2 separate regions of the Delphinus delphis genome follow, and region 2 is linked to region 1. Evidence: chromatin contacts called from public Hi-C data. All regions are on one chromosome and are shown on one strand. The core of a region is the stretch at or near the end of the contact, and the rest is flanking DNA. Distances in the headings are between cores, read along the strand shown.

Region 1 (3,089 bases), core at 180-2,679:
GCAGGGTCACATCACCCTTTGGGCCACCGAGCTGCTTGCTGGCTGAGGTTGCAGCTGGGCTGGGAGGACCAACCTCGAGCAGCACCCAGAAGAGCCCAGCACCGCTGTGCCATCCCTGCCCTACGCAGCAGGGGGAGCAAACAGCTCCGTGGCTCAATTCCCTCTTCCAACGCCTAAGGGGTCTCCGGATGGACGCTGGGCAAGACCAGGAAGAAGAGAGCGATCCTGCCCAGCTGTGGCCAGCGCTTGGACTCTCTGAGAGGGCTGAATCGGCTCCCCTTCCCGTGTTCTCACACCTCCCCCAGCTGAGGCTCTGGGCCCTGCCCACGCTACAACCGCATCTAGGGGCAGCCCAGGCTCCCGTGGTGGGGGAAGGGTCGCGGGATCCGCTCCACCCCCTTTCCCCTACCTGCTTGGCCCATAACTCCGGTGCCTGGGGCCCTCAGTCGACCTAGCTTTGGGGCTGCCGCCACACCCGACCCCGGCGGCTTCCGGGTGTCCCCATGCCCTGACCTGCGGCGCTGGGGCGCACGTGCACCCCAGCAGGCCGATACACAGGCCGCCGCCACCCATGCAAACCCGTGCCTGCAAGTACGTGCCTGGCCCATATCTGCACACACGCCCCTCCAGAACTGCGTTCTCCCCTCGTTCGGGCCCCCGCGCACCCAGCCCCACGGACCGACACCCAAAGACTGGCGGGAGGGCGGGGGCAGGGGGCGGCCCGGCAGCAGAGTCCGGGCAGCCACCGCCTCGGGGCGATCCCGCCAGCCTGGGCTGCGGCCAGAGGGTGAGTCAAGCCGTAGCGAGGAAACCGCAGGGCCGTCCCGTCCCAGTAGGGCGCGTCCAGGGCCCCGCGGCGCCTCAGTGCCAGACGCCCCCCAGGCCAGCCCCCCGCCGCCCCCTCATCTCCGCCCGGGCAGTCCACGTGAGCCAGGCCCCGCGGGAGGCCCGAGGGCTCGGCCTGAGCTCCTCTTCGCCAGCCCCACGCCGGAGGATCGGGTGCCGGGGCCCCGCCGGGGCTCCAGAGAGCTACCAGGCCCCGGGGGTCTCGAAGTCCGGGGAAAGTTGGGGCAGCGGCGCGACCCCTGCCCCGCAGCCCGCCAGCCGGGGGTCCGCGGCAGCCAGGAGCCAAGCCACCTCAGCCCAGGCCCAGCGCGCTCCATCCCCGGGCCGGCCGGCAGGGGCGCCCTGGGGCAGCGCCACCCGCCCCTTCCCCACGCGCCGCCCGCAAACTCGGCCCAAGTTTCCGCGCCCGCCGAGTGGGCGAGCTCCTACCTGCAGGGCACCGGGGTTCCCGCTGCTGCTGCCCGGGGCCGCGGCCGCATCCTCCAGCGCCGCCGAGGCCGCGGGTCCTTGTCCTGCCGGGCCCTGCACGGGAAGTCGCGGTGAGCACCGAGCCCGGAGCCACCCTCCTCGCTGCCTTTCGCGCCGCCGCCGGGCGCCGTCTGCGGTCCCAGGCGGGGCGGGCTGGGGGCGGAGCGGGGGCGGGGCGGCCCGCGCGGTTGGGGCAGAGCCCGGCCGCGCCTCTGGGAGCTTGCGCTCCCCTGAGCCCCGGGGTGCGAAAGGCCTGCCTCTGCCAGACCTCTGGGGGCCGGGCCGCGGGCGCTGTGCACGGTCTGTACCCACCGCACTCTGCGAACCATCGCCTGGCGCGCCCATCCCACGCCTTCATTCAGTCACTCCGTTAGATCATTCATTCATTGTCACTTTCTAGCTATGCGGCCTTGCGCCCGCCACTTGACCTCATGATCTTTAGTTTCCTTATTTTAGTAAAACTGGGATTATATCATAGTGGTTGTGTCGTAAGGCTTAGAAGAGTTTGTATTAAAATATCTGGCTCTCAAAAATATAAAATAAAGGGCTTCCCTGGTGGCGCAGTGGTTGAGAGTCCGCCTGCAGATGCAGGGGACGCGGGTTCGTGCCCCCGCGTGCCCGTCCGGGAGGATCCCACATGCCGCGGAGCGGGTGGGCCCGTGAGCCATGGCCGCCGAGCCTGCGCGTCCGGAGCCTGTGCTCCGCAACGGGAGAGGCCACAACAGTGAGAGGCCCGCGTACCGCAAAAAAATAAAAAATAAAATAAAATATCTGGCTCTCTTGGGCTAGTACAGTTGCATTAGGAGGCTGGAGAAGGGCTCCTTAGTCTGTCCCCTCATCTCGGTGCAGCCAGTGAGGGCAAATTCCAAACAAATGTATATCAATTCCTGTTAGGGCACCATACCTGTCTGAGGAAGGGGTGATTTCCCCATCTCTGGGGTGAGCCAGGAATGAGGATGCTGGGAGGTTTGTTAAGTGGCCTCTGAACCTTTAGGACAAATCTCCCTCAAGCCTGAGCACGTGTAGCCTGGGAGGTGGGATGGGGTGGAGCATCCCCAGCCAGGAATGGCCTGTTACCAAGAGAGGGGCTGGAGTGGTGGAAGGGCTTTCTCTATTTGCCCTCTCTGGGCCATCTGATGTTGGATGAGAAGGCCCTTGGTGCTGCTACCTTCTCTGAAAAACCTGGTCCCTCACATTTCCTGGGCTTCCCAAGGACTGGGGACAGGTGTGTGCAGTGGAGGGAGGGAACAGGTGAACATGCCAAAGGTCAGAGCAAGTTCATGGGGCAAAACCACCCAGGCCACTTGCTCAGATCCCAAAGGTCAGGCCTGTCTGAGTCAAAGGGCAGAGCAAGCGTAAGGCCACAGGTTCCAAGAGTAAGGAAGCAGCTAGAGCAGCAGGGGCTGGGCACTGCAGGGAGGAAGAGGAAGTGAAGGTCACCTGGGGGCAGCAGAGAGGGTGTCACTTAACCGAGAGCTGGAGGGTTCTTAGAAATAGAGTTCGGAGAGAGCTGGCAAGCAGAGACTCAGAGAAGGTTGGGGCTTTCCCGAAGTCACACAGCAGTCTGGGATCAGGAAAGTGCATCTGTGTGCTGACAAGGAGTCATGGCCAAGCCTCAGCTCACAGGCTGTTCTTCCCCACTTTTGCTCTTCACCAACCTGGCCTCCCCTCCACGACACCCATTCCCCCGCCTCTGCCCTGTAATTAGGGGTTGGGTGGAGGGCAGTGTTCTCAGCTCTTAGGGTCTAGTCTCAGAACTCTCGGGTTGTATGCTC
Region 2 (3,089 bases), core at 293-2,792, 140 kb after region 1:
TGGGCAGGTGTGCAGCCAGGGCAGGACCAGGGCTAAAAAAAAAGCCAGAGGGGGTATGAGCCCAGCACAGCACAGGAATGATGAGGAACTGGGGCCTAGGAAAAAGCAGAACCAAATTTGGGTGGGTGGGCAGGGATCCAGGATCCATTAAGAGCTTGAATCCTTTAGCCTGACGTCAAAGTTCCTATTACTGGCCCCAAGAGTCTGCTCTGGCCTCATCTCCCACCAGTCAATACAACTCTGCCCCAGTAATAATGAAACACCTATAGTTCCCCATAGTGGTACTCTTCCCCCAAACCCAGTCATTAAAAGGAGTCACGTGGCCACAGGGGCACTTTAAACCCTTTCCTGCAAGGAAAGGCAAGGAACTCTTCAGGGAGAGCTCAAGGTCTTGACATTCTGCTAAGACTGCTCTTCTCTCAGGACGTCTCTGGCGGGCCAGTGGTTAAGACGCCGAGCTTCGAATGCAAGGGGCTCAGGTTTGATCCCTGGCTGGGGAGCTAAGATCCCATGTGCTGCCAGTGCGGCCAAGAAAATTAAAAACAAAAAAACAAACAAACAAAAAGACTGCTTTTCTCTCAAACCAGAAGCAGGCATGCTTCCAGAGTCTGCTACTCCTGGAATCCCATTAGGCACCCCTCCTCAAGGCCACATGTTGGGGATATATAGATATATATTACATACACACGCAGTGACTACTAGTGAGGGAGTGACTGAGAACTGCCACCTCTCAGTCACTTGGAGAGATGTGGAAAACTCTTGCCCCAAGATACCCACCACTTCCCCAGCTTGGGAATCTCCCCTGCCTATTACCTGGCACAGGCCTCCAACACTTCAAAGTACAGCACGAAGTTTTTCTCTGACAAAATTTGGCCTCACTTTCATTTTTAATGCCATTCGGCACTTTTAGGTGGAGCCAGGGGACAACTGCAATATCCCAGGGCTTTCCTTTTTCTATTTTACCAACTTGTAAAATACAGTTTGTACTTTGGGCCATCCCCATTCCTTTCTGGAGGCAGGCTCATGGATTTTGTTTTTGTTTCTTTAAGGCAAAAGGTTAAGTGTGGGTAACCGATAGGACCAACTTTCAAACTAGATTAAATGGTACTAGTTAATTGCAGAGCAGCACAAAGCCGGGATGGGAGCGTGTATATATATATATAAATGCCCCACTTCAGGATGGAGACGGGAAGGGGTCCACACACACACACACACACACACACACACAGCCACAGACCCGCAGCAAAGCTTCTCGGGCACCGACAGGAGGGAGAGAACACACACACACACACACACACACACACACACGCGCGCACACACACACACACACACACACACACACACACACACACACACACACACACACACACACACACACACACACACACACACACACACACACACACACAGAGCCACAGACCCAAAATCGCGAATGAAGCTTTTCCAGCCTCCCTCCTGCCCCACTGCGTGAAACCAGCCTCCAGAGGGCCCCCCAGACTCCTCACCCGCGTCAGGCGCGTCTCGGAGCAGCCCCCAAAATATCGCGATACCTCGGTCGCCCCTCCCACAGATTCTGACTGGCACGCAACGCTACTACAGTCGCCGGCAGCCTCCGCGACCGCGCAGACTTCTGGGAGTTGCAGTCCACTTCTCAGCCTTCTGGGAACTGTAGTCCATTCCGGGGAGTCCTGTCGGGAACACCAGCTTCCAAGTTCTTGGTACTTCCTGTGCTCATCTGGGCCTGGCCCAGATTGTCTGACCTACTTACCCCCGCCCCAGCCCCATCCCACACTGCTCATCACTGCAGCACTTAATACTTAACATTTACTGAGCCTCTTGTATGTTTTAAGTGCACAGGATACAGAGCTAAATCACTCTTCCCTGCTCTTGAGACAGAGGGACACAAAAAATTACAGAATAAGGTCCATGAGGAAGGAGAGGGTCCTAAGTAACAATCAGAGGCAGAGAAGCCCTCTCAGAGAAGGAGTCACTCAAGGTGAATCTTGAAGGATGACCAGGAGCTTAAATAAAAAGTGCCAGAACGGCCCTCCAAGTGGAGGACACAGCATTGGCAAAGGGAAAGCAGCAGAGGAAGGCACGTTGGATACACCTCCCTGCCTCCTTCATTCTCCAGCATCCACAGGCCCCTGGGTCCTCAATCAGCTGCCAGTCTCCTTCAATGAGAGCTGAGGTGGGGCCCTCTGTGCTCTACCCCTGCCCCTGCCTACAGTGACCATCTGAACCAAACCACCTCTCACCCACTGATCCAACCTTCTACTTCTTCCTCAGGGAACTCAGAACTCCTCCTCCTAACAGGCAGAAGGCCTCTGTGGCAATTTCGAGGCTGCCTCAGAGAAAGAACCACACAGAGGTGTGTGACTTTTGGCCTCTGGGAATGACAGACCCACTCAAACCACCCTATCCCCATTGCCTACAGCCCATGGTGAGGCTCCACACAGGCCCACATGAAGACACATGACACAGCAGGACACAGAGGGCCAAATGTTCCCCTTTATTATGGTTCATTCAGTTACCACTGACAGACACATTGGCTCAGGCAGGTCAACTGCCAGTTGGAGAATGGTCTGTGTCTCCCAGAAATAAGGAGGGGCAGGGGGCACCAGCAGAATGCAAAAGCAGGTGACTGGCTGGCCAAAGACCTGAGGATTTCCAGACTGACCTGGGCCTTCTTCCACCCGACCCTCAAGCCAGACCATCCAGCAGAGATGTATCTGTGCCCAGCCCCCACTTCTCATACTGGCTCCCTCCCCAGGAAAGTGCATAGTTGCCTGGAGATGCAGCATCCCAGGGCCTGGACAAGCTGGGCCACACACAGGTAGCAGGTCTTCCTAAGGGCAGAGCCAGGGCATGGCCATACAGGTCTGAGCCAGGAAAGAGAAAGGGCAGGTAGGACAGGAAATCGACTGGAGGTGGCATCCAACAGGTCAAGGATGCTGGGCTGGCAGCAGGCCTCCTGGAGTTACCAGAGAGACAAAGAGAAAGGGAGCCAGAGGTCTGGGAGGGGAGAAAGGAAACGGGAGGAAGAACCTAGACCTAGGGTCTCTTTTCAGGTACTAGGGCCTGTGACA

The links. A called contact is a pair of places that touch in the nucleus more often than the background predicts.
Region 2: a Hi-C map of muscle shows a contact between it and region 1, with 8 times the contacts expected there. The contact joins the promoter of PPCDC here to the promoter of C2H15orf39 in region 1. A contact is called at or near these places in 2 of 3 Hi-C or Micro-C datasets (lung and muscle).

The regions. Positions count from the first base shown.
Region 1 is chr2:128,809,910-128,812,998 of mDelDel1.2, forward strand. C2H15orf39 (chromosome 2 C15orf39 homolog) reads right to left here and starts at 1,430. Exons shown (of 3, transcript XM_060005586.1): 1 at 1,276-1,430. LOC132420821 (a long non-coding RNA gene) reads left to right here and starts at 659. Exons shown (of 4, transcript XR_009518451.1): 1 at 659-787.
Region 2 is chr2:128,948,526-128,951,614 of mDelDel1.2, forward strand. It overlaps PPCDC (phosphopantothenoylcysteine decarboxylase), which reads right to left and starts at 1,543. Exons shown (of 7, transcript XM_060003677.1): 1 at 1,506-1,543; 2 at 1-32. It overlaps SCAMP5 (secretory carrier membrane protein 5), which reads right to left. Exons shown (of 8, transcript XM_060005588.1): 8 at 2,500-3,089.